Regions from separate parts of the Mus musculus genome. Here region 1 is linked to region 2. Evidence: chromatin contacts called from public Micro-C data. All regions are on one chromosome and are shown on one strand. The core of a region is the stretch at or near the end of the contact, and the rest is flanking DNA. Distances in the headings are between cores, read along the strand shown.

Evidence for each region. A called contact is a pair of places that touch in the nucleus more often than the background predicts.
Region 1: a Micro-C map of the AtT-20 cell line shows a contact between it and region 2, with 1.9 times the contacts expected there. The contact joins two enhancer-like sites. A contact is called at or near these places in 8 of 484 Hi-C or Micro-C datasets (the AML12 cell line, the AtT-20 cell line, the N1E-115 cell line and 4 more), 1 of 115 datasets of contacts at active chromatin or transcription factors (embryonic stem cells) and 2 of 9 other capture datasets (adipose tissue and pancreatic islet).

The regions. Positions count from the first base shown.
Region 1 is chr7:66,035,899-66,042,517 of GRCm38.p6, forward strand. It overlaps Pcsk6 (proprotein convertase subtilisin/kexin type 6), which reads left to right. Exons shown (of 22, transcript NM_011048.1): 19 at 3,083-3,186. Among named protein-coding and RNA genes, the nearest start is that of Snrpa1, 21 kb to the right of the region's middle. Within about 2 kb of position 2,928, at least 13 of the 459 cell types and tissues checked have an H3K27ac peak or open chromatin away from gene starts, as enhancers often do. A contact at or near this core is called in the AtT-20 cell line, where this site is marked.
Region 2 is chr7:65,940,860-65,947,008 of GRCm38.p6, forward strand. All of the region lies in intron 6 of Pcsk6 (proprotein convertase subtilisin/kexin type 6), which reads left to right. Among named protein-coding and RNA genes, the nearest start is that of Gm51486, 13 kb to the left of the region's middle. Within about 2 kb of position 3,427, at least 7 of the 459 cell types and tissues checked have an H3K27ac peak or open chromatin away from gene starts, as enhancers often do. A contact at or near this core is called in the AtT-20 cell line, where this site is marked.

The sequences.
Region 1 (6,619 bases), core at 1,678-4,177, 95 kb after region 2:
CACCCATGCAGAGAGTCTAGCCCCATGGGCTCCTTGGAAAGAAAGAAGTAGAAGGAGTCATCAGGGCTTAGGAACCTCAGGGGTTTCTGTCCAAACGACAGTGAGGCTAGGTGAAGCCCGAGCGCCTGTATTTCCAGCAGATGCCCAGGTGAGGGGATGCTGTGGTCCAGACCGGGGGCAGCAGGTGCACCAGGAGACCCTTCAAGGCTGCATCCCACTCACCCAGCTCACCCTCTCCTCCCACTGCTGCTGAGGCTAGAGCTCACCTCAGAGGGGAAGCTCTGTAATGAGGAACGACGGATGAGTGAGTACATAGAGACCTTAGAAACGGCCAAGGCCGTAGAGACCATCTGCTCTTTCTGCAAATGTTCCACCAATGGTGCCCCATTTAACCTTTATCGCAACTTATGAAGTCATTGGTGTTACACACGGTTTTCATGCAGGGGAGATCAATGAATGTCCCAGAAGGCTCCATGTGACTGCCTTGGTGACATTGCCTGCATCCTGCCCTTTCACATCAGAGTCTGGGGGACAGGAAGGGAAAGCAAGACCTTCCAACTTGTCACATCGTACTTGCTGCTCCTTTAAACCTGTTAGCTAGACAGAGCAAGATTAGGAGCAAAGGGTCCAGGATCCACGGCTCCAGGAAGATATCCCCCCAGAAGGGAATATAGCTGAGAGAAAGGAGACATTTTACTAGAGGCCATGGCTGGGGGCTGAGAGGAGCCGGCTTTAATATCCTGGGCTCCTCTAGCACTGGTGTGGGCCCTCAAACCCTGGGCTGCTAGCATAAGGTACAAAGGATAGAAGACTGTGGATCCAACTCCCTGAAACCTATTTCCCAGAGGACCTATCTCTGTGTCCTGTGGGGAAGAGCAAAGTCGGGTGCGGATGCAGGGGAGGAAGAGCCTCTCAGGCAGCAGTCACTCTGCAGGAATGATGGCTGCAGTAATATGCTTTCACGGAGGAGCACAAACAAAGCAGGGAAACATGGCCAGCCATAATCCACAGAAAGCTTCCTTTTATTGCCCAATATCCTCCTCAGCTGTGACTTCAAATCATTGCTGTCACGTCACAGCTGTGAGAGAACAGCCTAGCCGCCGCCTCCCGGCCATCCATCTCTTTAGGGGGATAAACACTGGAGGGGTTCACAGGGAAGTTATTACAAACATGATTTAACTGTCCTGCATGATGGCCCTGGCATCACTGTGAGGAAAAGGCCCAGGCGAGCATCTGCCATCTGTGGTGAGGAGCTCGCAACCCTGTGGGCACCACCCCACTAGATGGAGGTGCAACACGTGGGAGTGGGGGTGGGGGTTTCCTACTCTATTTATGTAGTACAGAACACTTATGTTCTGGACATCAAAACATGAATGGGTGGATGATAGCCACTGGCTACCCCACAAACCTTACTTAATTCTCACACCTATCCACCCACACCTGGCACCAGAGCCCACAAGTTGAGAACTCAGTGCTCGATGCCGATCCTGCTTCTGAGGCTAGACCCAGACCCCAGGGTGAACCATCCTGGCTTCCAGCTGGCTGTCGGAGTTCCCTCGGCCTCTCCTTGGGTCTGATTGCTTTGCTACTACACCTGCTCCCAGAACCGGGTGGCGTTTCCTTACTTTAGCCATGTATTCCACAGGTGTTAAAAAGGAGGCAGATGAAGTGGTATTACACATAGAGCAACACTGGCAGGGTCAAGGACCTCCCATTCCTGTGGAGTTGGGTGCAACACCCTCCCAGCAGGTGAATGGATGTGTTCTTTGTGTTCAAAATGGTCCTTGAACTCATGGCAGTACCCCTGACTCAGCCTCCTGAGTTAAGTATATGTTCTTGTTTATCAACTTGGAAACTCCAAATCATGTTTCTTGGAGTTGCCATGGAGACTCCATTATGGAGTTAATGTTAATGTTATTGGCCATTGGTGACTAATTGCACCTTCAGTTTCTTTCACCTCCTCTGAGGTTGGGGTGGTGAGACTGGAAGTTCCTACTCTGATCAATGGTTTGTCTACCTGGCAACCAGTTTCCCCCACCATGAAGCCACAGAAGAGCCCCCAGCACCAGTTATCTCACTAGCATGCAAAATGACACTTATTGATTCTAAAGAGTTTTGGAGTTGTGTGCCAGGATGAGACTAAATATATATTTCTAATTATAAATCACATCACAGCAGGACATGCTGGAGCTGACAGGTGCACTCTAGAGCCTCGGCTCAATCTGTTTATCGGCAACCCCATTTACAACTGTGTATCGTACACAGTGCAATCCCAGGAACCAAAGACAGCATAGTAGGTGACACTTCTTTACACTGCCGTGTGCCAGACACTGACAGTTATATGTATTTGTTCAGTGAATCTGCCAAGCAGCTTTATGCCATAGGAACCAACTCCTAGGAGGAAATGGGCCTTGCTGGCTCGCCTGGGGTAGCTGGTGGTGGAGCCAGGTCCTGTATCAGTGGTCTGTGTCCATGATGCTTTGCCGGGCTGCCTAGCTAATGAACAGGTATACAGGCACTGATAGGGTAAGAAAGGAAGGCAGAAGCCAGATGTGGCAGGCTGCCAGATGCCAGAGGCTCTTGTTTCAAGTTCATGTAAAACAGGAGAGTAAGGAAGAAACCAGAGCAGATCCAGAACTAAAGGTCAACACACACACACACACACACACACACACACATCCTCTGGGGACTCAAACCAGTAAGCTGGAACTAGCTTGCCGCAGTGGCAACTGCTCAGTGCTCCAGATTTCCAGGGAAATGGGAGATTTCTGATTCAGGTCTCAGAAAAAGCTACAGAGATAATTTCTGACTCAGGTCTCAGGAAAAGCTACAGAGATAAGCCATCCTAGCACAGGAGAAAGCTGGAAGCTCTGACCTCTTGCAGCAGGCTGGAGGCCTCAGAACCTCCAGCTGGCTTCAGGATGGCTTTGCCAGCTTTCATTAGCTGGGAACTATCGGTGACACAAGGCGCTGCGCTCTGATGACTTTCATTTCCTCCTGTGAAAAGCGTTTGAGGACAGATTCTAATTTAATTAGAATTTCGGGACAGACATGGAAACTGGCCTACTTTTCTTCTTACCAGCCTGGCACGGGGCAGCTGCATTCCGGACTGTGAACCGGGTACCTACTTCGATTCAGAGCTCGTCAAATGTGGGGAATGCCATCACACCTGCCGGACCTGTGTGGGTAAGCTGCCAAGGCTTTGGTCTCATTGGACATTTGTATGCTTGCTCCCGGAGGTGAACAGGCCAGCTACCTTGAAATTCAGGAAGTTCTGTAACTTTGTGGGTTCCTGGATTTATTACAGAGTAAAATTTAAAGGCAAGGGGCTTAAAGTGTAATTCACGGGTAGAGCATTTGCCTCCTGTGTAGGACCTCTGGGGGAAATAAGACTGTAAAACCACAAAGGTCCTCCTAGACTCCCAAGGCTGGAGTGGGAGAATGCGGAGCTGCTGTTTAATGAGCACAGAAGTGCAAGTTAGGGGAAATGAGACAGAGGGTAGTAATGACTGCCCACTGGTGTGAACTCAGTAATGCCACCCGACTACACACTTGAAGATGTTTGATCCGGTACAGTTTGCTATGTATCAGATACCAACAGTTTTTTAAATTAAAAACAAAACCACAATCCAAACCGCAGAGAGAGACCCACTCTGAGCAAGTGGCCCTGGATTTCCCAGCTTTAAACCCATAGCCGTCCTTTGGTTCCGAATGCAGAGCAAAAGCCACGAGCGCTTCTACACAAGAGAGAGGAGGTTCAGCAGCTCGTAAGCTGGCTGGCTTTAAAACTCTAGTCTTGCTGCAGAATTAACTAAAACGCAGCACCATAAAGACTGAGAGGCCTCTGAGAGGTGTGGGGCCTGAGCCGGGCGCCAGCGCCGAGTGATAAAGCAGAACTTCAGTTCTCTGTAACCCTCTCCACTTATTCTGAACGTTTTAGTCAGAGAGGGAAAGACTGCCATAAACAATTTTACATGCATTATCGTTTCCCATCGAGATTATAGCACCGATGTCTCCGGGCACAGGTTTTATGCAGAGTGTAGCGGGGATTTCATTCATTTTATTGGGTTTCATTTTGCAGTCCTCCGCATGCGTGGTGAGTTATGTGCTCAGATCCGTTCCAGGTGAAGCATTCTCCTCCGTTTTCTTCCCGCCCCCAGCACTTTGGTGCCTTCTAAGAAACTCACGTTAGATGGAGTTTTTGCTGCAGTGACAATATAAGAATTAGGTCTCAGCTAAATCTCGTTTGCCACAAAACCATTTATTAAAAAGGCCAGAAGGCGGGTACCGTCGTCTTCCGTGTGGTCCCGTGGGGGCCTCATACTGCTATCAGCTGTACTATCCAAGTGGACGTGCCAGAGATCCCAGCATCCACAAGCCACGGGTGGTGCTGACCCTAGCCCACTGTGCATGCCTCCCTCCACCCCATCCTCAGACAACCCCAGAAGGATCTAGGCTTAACCTTAGCAAGAGGCTTTTCCATGGGTAGACGCCAGCTTTCCTCAGAGAGTTGCCCTTGCTGGTTTTTATGTCTGGATTTTAGTCCTGGTTTAAGAAGTGTCTCCAGTGCTACCTGTTTAAATGTCAGAGTCACTTGAATCCATAGCACTGAGGGCTATGGTCCTTTAACTCTTTTGACTTCAATAATTCAATTCGCCTGTCTTTCTCGAGGTCCCCAGACTGCCTAGCAGGCAGTGGCATTGGATCACTCATAAGTTTTCTTATCTCAGTCCCGCGTCTCCTCCCTCCCTTGAAGCATTTCTTTCAATATCAGGCAGCTGCAGAGCTCTTAGAGGAGAGGAATTCTCCATGTCTCCCCATGGGGGCTCTTTTTAACTTGTCTAAAACACACTTAACTCGAGGCAGTGATGGGTCCCAGAGCCTTCTCCTCCCCACTCACAGTCATCGGGAGCTCCTTGCTCCATGTCACGTGTTATCTCCCTTGAAGCACCTGTGCCTGATGCCATCTTTAGTTCAGCATGGTGGCTAGCCTGCTGTGGTCCAAGTACCCTGGGACTGAGGCTCTCCTGACTACCTCCAGGGCTGGTGCCCAGAGCATCCTGGCATTGAGGTTGTGAATTTTGGCTCGGTGTTGATGGGCTGACCCATGGGAGAGGGAAGTGCTGCTTTGCACCTATCCACCCAGGGCAAGTGGCAGCCAGTGGACATGTGTACATGCTCGCTAGATCATGGGGCAGTTCCCTAGGCCCTTGGGAGGGTTGACCCTGGCCTGTGCCTGGGAAAACCCAACAAGAAACAGCAAGAGAAAGAAATACCACAACAGTTCCAGAGAGGTTTCCAAAGAAACCTTAGCGCTTCTCACAGCATGGTTTTCTTGCCTCTACACAAAGGTCTGTATCTCTATTTGTACTAGACATAGCATGGTGGCTTAGCATAAGCATAGCCCATTGTGCCGTTTTCATTAGCACTGTGGGGGCTCTTACTGCTGGTGCCCACAGGCCTCTAGAGACCGAATGGAATCCTTGAGAGGTTTTGAGTATGACATTCATTAGTAGTTATGAGAGTAGTTTCATAGCAAATGTGCTCACCAGCATGTTTTGTTGTTAAGATATATGTAACGTAAAGTTTACAATCTCAACCACTCAAAAAAATCTAGTTGACACATCGGTACTGATTTTTGAGGTTCCATGATCTCTTTCAGTGCCTGCATTCAATGTGTGATGGCTAAGTCAAGGTCATGAGTGTTTCCATCTCCCCAAATATTTATTTCTATGTGTTGGGAACCCTCAAGGTCTTCCCTTCTAACTATTCGGAAACATGACTGCATATTGGATACTGTGGTTGTCCTATTCTTGCTATAGTTGGCATTGGTGTCTTTCATTAGCAACATACTTGGCAAAAGCAACTTTTTGATGGATTTGTGTTGGCTCGTGGTTTGTGGATGCCCTCCGTTGTGATAGGGAAGGCACGATAGCATGAAAGGCTCTAGCAGTAGTAGAAAGAGTATGCACCAGCTGGCCACGCTGCATGCCCAGCTAGGAAAGAGAGATGCATGCTGGGGCTTAGCTGGCCTCCTGCTTCCCCCCTTTTTATTCAGTCCAGTGCCTCAATGCATGGGGTGGTGCCACCCACATCGAGGGCAGTTAGACTTCACTGGAAATGTCCTCATAGACAAGCCAGAGGTGTGTCTCCAGGTGGTTCTAAATACACTCAAGCTGACAGTCAGGACATCACAGGCACATCAGGAGAACTTGCCCTCTGGGACTGTTCAGATGCGATTGTTCACACCCTTGCTGTGCCTGCCATCCCAGCATGGCCATTTTCAGATGCACAGATCAGTGGCTTTAAGCATATTCACATGGGCTTGTCATGGCCATGACCATGGCCATCATTCACCTCCAGAGTTCTAGCATTTTTCCAACTGATCCTGCAGCCAACACCGTTTTCTAATTTCTTATTTTCTGGTGCTAGGGACTAAACCCAGTGCCTCAAAGCCGGGCGGTGTGGAGCACAACTTTGATCCCAGCACTTGGGAGGCAGAGGCAGGTGCATCTCTGAGTTCAAAGCCAGAAGTTGGTCTGAAGAGTGAGTTCCAGGACAGCCAGGGGTAGACACACACACAACTTGTCTCAAACAAACAAACTAATTAGAGAATCCC
Region 2 (6,149 bases), core at 2,177-4,676:
AGCAAGTCTGTAATTTTGTATCTCTTTTAATATTTGCATAGACCTTAGCTTTTACTTTGAGCACCTTTCCGGCCCTCCCTTTTATGGGCTCTGGTGAGACCGTTATGAGATCTTTGCTGTAGTTCTTTTCCTTCGCCTGTGGGCCTCACAGTCCATGCGTTTCTCCCTTCCTGCCTTGCATTTACTGAGCTTGTCATTTTGATGATAGTGCCTTCCATCTTCTATCTCTCTGCTGATAATCTCCACTTGTTCGTTCATGTGTTGTCATTTGTGTCAAGCATGCTTGTGTCGAGATTGCTGACAGACACTCTCACCATGGCCTCTCGTCAGTCTGTTCCTCCACTGTAGCATTCCTTTACAGCTGCATCATTGCCGTACTTGGAGTGATGTGCGATTTTCACTAGAAAGCTGTGCATTTTGTGTAGACACTCTTAGTCTTGCTTAAGCCTCCCATCTTAGCTTTCTCTGTGCCATAGTTCCAGCAGGGAGGGCTACTGCCTCATTAGGGCACATGTGTGTGAGCATCCATGTTCTTCCCCATCCATCCTGGGCATGATGGAAACGCTATCTCTGTGTGTATTCAGTTATATCACTGGGGAGTGGGGGGGGCGTATCTCATTACTGTGACCACTCCTCACCACATCTCCTATTACAACTCCAGGGAAGAACCGGGGGAGGGGGGAGCACCTGGATGCTGCCTGGCAGGGGGTCAACAATGGACTTCTCATGCCTGCATGACTTCATGAGAAGAGCCCTTCTTGTGACTGGAATGATAGAGGTCCTGCTTTCCTCTTACTGCTTTCTGACACCACTGGGCTTAGGGTGGTGGTGGTGGTGGGGTCTTGTTAGTTTTTCACAGGGGTGGAGGTCCAGGCTGACCACCCAACTTTGTGGGCTGGTACTGAAACTTCCCTGTGCTGTTGTTGGCTGAGGTCAGGTGGTTGTTTATGAACATTTCCTGTTGGATTCCTAGGCTGCCCTTTTTCCTGCTGCTTACACTGGATAAACAAAGTTTTTGCCCCCCCCCCTCTTTTTTTTTCCTTCTGTGTATTTCCAGTGATATTTCTGGGTTGCCATCATCTTCATCTCTAGCTCTGGAATAAATGAGATTAAAAAAGAAGACAGCAAACTGAATGTAGTAATGTGTGCCTCTAATCCTAGCACTTAAGAAGCTAGGGCTGGAGGATGGAGAGTTCAAGGCCAGCCTGAGACTCATAGCAATGTCAGTGGCAGCAGTGATAGAGACACTGTTCCACACTGTCACCCAAGAAGGCAAGGGAGTCCTTTTTCATTGTATAGGAAGCAAATGTGAGATTGTACTGTCCTGAACCCAGGGGACATATGGCCACCAGTGTCTCCAAAGCTGTCACACACAACTTCAGCTTCTTCATAGATGGCCAGGCTGAAGAAAGGATTTTCAGGACAAGCTAATGTGGGAAAAGTTTATTAAAAATAGAAAGGTTCCGGGGAAAGAATCAGCAAACCCAAAAGCAGGGATGGGCTCTTAGGGAAGGGTTGTCCTGTGTGAGCTTGGTTGTCGATTCTCAAGGGAGAGCCGCCTTTAAGCAGCTGAGCACTATTTTGGTGGTTCCCATGTTACATCTTGAAGGGATGCTAAGATTTTTTTTTGTTGTTGTTCTTTTTAGATTAACCAGAAGCCACTAGGTGAGGATATGACATTTTACTCGAAGGGGGTTTCTAATGAGATTCCTACAAAATTGTGGGATTTATAGTTGGGAAAGTAGAAAGAAAGCTTTAAACAAATTCTGTGAGCTGTGTCGGGATTCTCGAGTCTCAGCTGGTGAAAGCTTCATGCAGATGTCAAGGGTGAGGAGGAGTGTTAGACTCCAGACCACAGCTACTGTAAGGACACTGAAAGCCCCACCCTTCCTTGCTCTTGCCATCATGTGCCTGTGTGTGTCTATCTTTCTATCCTGCCCCAGAAAGACTCTCACAAAACAACAAAACAAAATAAACCACAGACCACACCCACAAAAGATATGATGGGGCTTGAGCAATGGCTCCGGGGTTAAGAGCACTGGCTGCTCTTCCAGAGGACCCAGGTTTGATTCCCAGCACCTACATGGTGGCTCACAACCATCTCTAATTCCAGTCCTGTTGGGGCACAATGCCGTCTTCTCAATTCTGGAGGCACTGCATGCATAAAGTACACAGACAGACAGACAGACATGCAAGCAAAACACCCACACACATGAGTTAAAAGGAAGAAGAGACAAAAAGGTGGAAGGTGGGGTGGGGAAGACCCAAGATTTCACTACTATGTAGTGATCTTAACAGAAGAAGGTCAGAATCAGCCTGCCTGCCTCTCTGCCTTTCAGAGTTCTCTCCTGTTTCTTGTACGCTCTTCAGGGTTTGGCTTTTTGAAGTAGGAAGAATGGAGTTAATTGTAGCTTTCCCATCTCCTGGAATCAGGAGAGCTCTAGTGATTCTTAACAGATACTATGTGTGGCATCTTGCATGGTTTTGCGCATACTGACACTTATGTTGGAGGGCCCCACTCACCCCCCCGCCTGCATTCACCCTCTTATCCCATCTTTGGAGACAGAACCCTGCTGTGCGGCCCGTGCTGGCTCCAGATTCTCCATCCTTCGTCCCTGGGTTCAGCAATGCTTGGATTGCAGGCATGAGCCATGACATCTGACCGTGTTACTTTTCAATTCGAATTTGGATTTCTTCAGATATTCGCTGGGTTTGGTTGCACACTCACAATTATGCCTATAAATTTCTTGTCTCTGAGTGAGCATCAGTCACCTGGCAGGTACTGGCCCTGTCCCTTTGGAAGGGTACTTACTGGGTGGGCTGTCTAATCTCAGGACACCATCCCTTCTCTCTGACCTACCACCATCTCTCACGTGGTTCATCTCGGAATGACTCCTGTGCTGCTCCTCGCTCTCCTGCAGGTAGGCAGCGATCCCGGGGGATGCTTGGGTAGGATCCCTGCTGACCTGGCACCCAGCCTGTGGAACTGCTCGCTCCAAGCAGACTTGCTCCAGGGCACTTTCTCCTGCCACCCGAATCTCATCTCTGTGCTCTATTCTGAGGGACATCTTGCGTGACTGTTCCAGAGTTGTTCTTTTCCTTCTTTTGTTTGAAGTCCTGGAAATTTGGACCCTGAGAGGAGGGAGGTAGGCTGTGTGTTCACTTCACTTCCTTGCTCCAGCCCCCTTAGGATATCTTTTTATTAGTACAACAGCAGCAGCCACTGCTGACTACTTTGAGTTGTGACTGCAGCACCAAGTTGTGTCTCTACATCTGATCCTCAGCAGGATTGTGTGAACTGGTGTCATCGTGGTCATGTCACACCGTCAGAAACAGAACTGAGCGGGGAGGTGACTTGTCACCTCCAGGGTCAGGTAACTGCTAAGAGGCAGAGCATAGGTAAGCACAGGCCTGCTGACCTGAAGGCTGGCTTGTGCCTTTTCTAGCCTAGCTCTCTGGTGCCAGGGCATAGCAATGACACCCTGAGGTCAGCTGCCACTGAGCCACTTAACATTTCTCTTCTCTCTTGCTTGTGAGCCTTCCTTTTAAGTCCCATTTTACAAATTGTTCATTTTATTTTAAAATAATCTGACACACTCAGAGGCCTCCTCCTCGGCTTGCTGTTTGTTTTGTTTGGCGATGCTGCTCGTCTCTCGTTGCACCTGCTGTCAGCTGGCATACGTAGTAGGGGACTTGGCTGCACCCTTCCAGCACAGTTTACCTGCCAGTGGAGATCCCCCGGGCAGGCCCATCCTGCAGGTGTCTGCGGAATGCAGAGGCCTCACTCAGCCTGTGGGTCAAGGAGGTGAGCCTGTTCAGCATGCCAGCTGCTCCTGGCTGCACTCTGCATTCAGCATGCTGTGAGTCGGTACTTCTCAGCCTTCCTGATGCCCCAACCCTTTAATACATAACACACAGTCCTGCGCGTTGCGGTGACTCCCTAATGATAAAATTATTTTGCTGCTACTTCATAACTGTAATTTTGCTACTGTTATGAATTGTGATATAAATATCTGTGTTTTCGGATGGTCTTAGGTGATCCCTGTCCGCAAAAGGGGTCACAACCCACAGGTTCAGAACTGTGGGTCTGACAGAAGCTCTCTGGGGACACAGATGTAGAGGCCTAAGCTGACCTTGCTGTCAGGAATGCTCAGTAGTGTGGGATAGCCTTTGGCCAGTACCTAGCCTGTGCTCTTATTTAACATGATGCAGGAAAGAGGGTTACGCTGAGGTACAGAGATCAGGGTCCCCTGCTTCTAAGACACACCATTATCTGGAGGAACTCCTGGCTCCCGCAGGCCGCTCAGGAGATGGTGGCTCTAGGATGCAGAGCAGGAGAGGACCCCAGGACCCCGAGTTTGATGGGCATTTGGAGCAGTGTCCCCTGCTCGGCCTCCCTGACTGTGGGCAGCCTCTCCTGTCTTTACTTGTCCTCTGGGAAGCAGAAGCCAACAGCAGCAGACATTTCTGTTGGCGTTTTTTTACTCCAGGCTTTGATTGGGTAACTAAATCATGGTTTGTTTTTTCCTTTCATAAACACAAAAAATGTTAAGTACATAACAACTAAATTAATCTGTGCCCATAAATTGGTTAATTATGTTAATTTTGAGTCACAGAATTCTGCCTCATTAGCGCCTCCGTTAAGCAGTTGACGCTTGTGAGCATTTTAAGGCAGCTGTTTAAGCTCCAAGTTAATCGTCAAAGCAGAAGGATTTACAATGCACAGGAGGCCTGGGAGATTTGGTGACTGTGAGAGGCAGTGCTGTCAAGGAAGAGGGGTCCCCACTTCCCTATCCCTCACCCCCCACATCATGTCTAAAGTGCTTGCCTGCTGGGTCTGGAAGTTCCTAGGAAAGTCCTGAGCTCCTGGGAAGGGGGAGTTCGACACCCTGGTGACCACACCCTCTCCAGGAGGATAAGGTGAGCCTGGCTCCTGATATCTTGGGCCGCCCAGGTCAGAGTTCTAGAGATAATCCCCCAAACACTGAGGAGGCCCTTCCTTCCTGATGGCCCTGAGAAGGATGGACTAAAACAGTCGAGCAGTTCCTCAGGCTTATGAACAGCTCCAGGGCAATCTCCCTCCCTTCATGGCTGTTCAATGTCTTACATTCACTACCCGCTTGCCTTCTTCAGAGGCCAGCTCCGGGCATGAGTTGGCTTTCTCCTTCTCAGCTGCACACCCTCTTGGGTTGCTGTTCTTGCCTGTGGTGTAGATATGTGAGTGTCCCGTGTGTCTCCGAATATATCCCAAAAGCGTTCAGCTCTTTGCTGAATTCCCAAGTCACTGGAAAATTCACTTCTGATCCTTGTCCTGTTCCCCATGTCTGGGGACAATGTAAGAGTCAGGGCAGGCATTGCCTTCCTGCACCAGTGTTTCCCAGTCTGTGGGTCACGACCCCTTTGAGAGTTGTATGTTAGATATTTACATTAGGAAGTAACAATGGTTGTGGGTCACCACAACACGAGGAACTGTATTAAAGGGTTGCAGCATTGGGAAGGTTGAGAACCTCAGCTCTAAACAATAGCTATATGACTTTTCTACCCTTCTGTTTTCCTTCGAGACATCAACAAGACCCGATTATCAAAAGGGAGTATGGTTTTCGTTATTACTTAGGTTTGGCAAGGCCATCTGATGAGCAGATGACTGCCACTAATTGAAAAGGTAGCATGTGACTCAGATCTCCCAAGAGGACAGGCTGCATCACACCATGCTGGGCCTCCTGGGGAAGCGCCAAGGTCCGTCAGGAGTCAGGCAAGCAAGGGAAGCAGAGGGTTCACTGCTGTTTCCATAGGAAGGCAAGGTGAGGTATGGAGAGCGGGCTTGCTATGGCCAGCAGCAGAACTGGCTACTTTAGATGACTTCAGCAGAAAAGCAAATGTTCCTAGTCATTTGCTAACTGCCCTCCCCTGGTCAGATTCTGAGGACGCAGTAAGGGAGTCACCCAGGTAGAGACTGGTTTCCATGTGGAATATAGACTTTTCCATGCAAGTCATTAACTATGCCTAGAAGTTAGTCAAGGCTGAAGAGGAAAGTCTCTTCGGGGTTAAGACCTCCAAGTGTCAGTGCATTACGAGACGGAGCTAACATGAGAACCTGCTCTGTCGAAGCCTTATCTTGGCAGTTCAGTTACGAAGCCCATGGGTACATG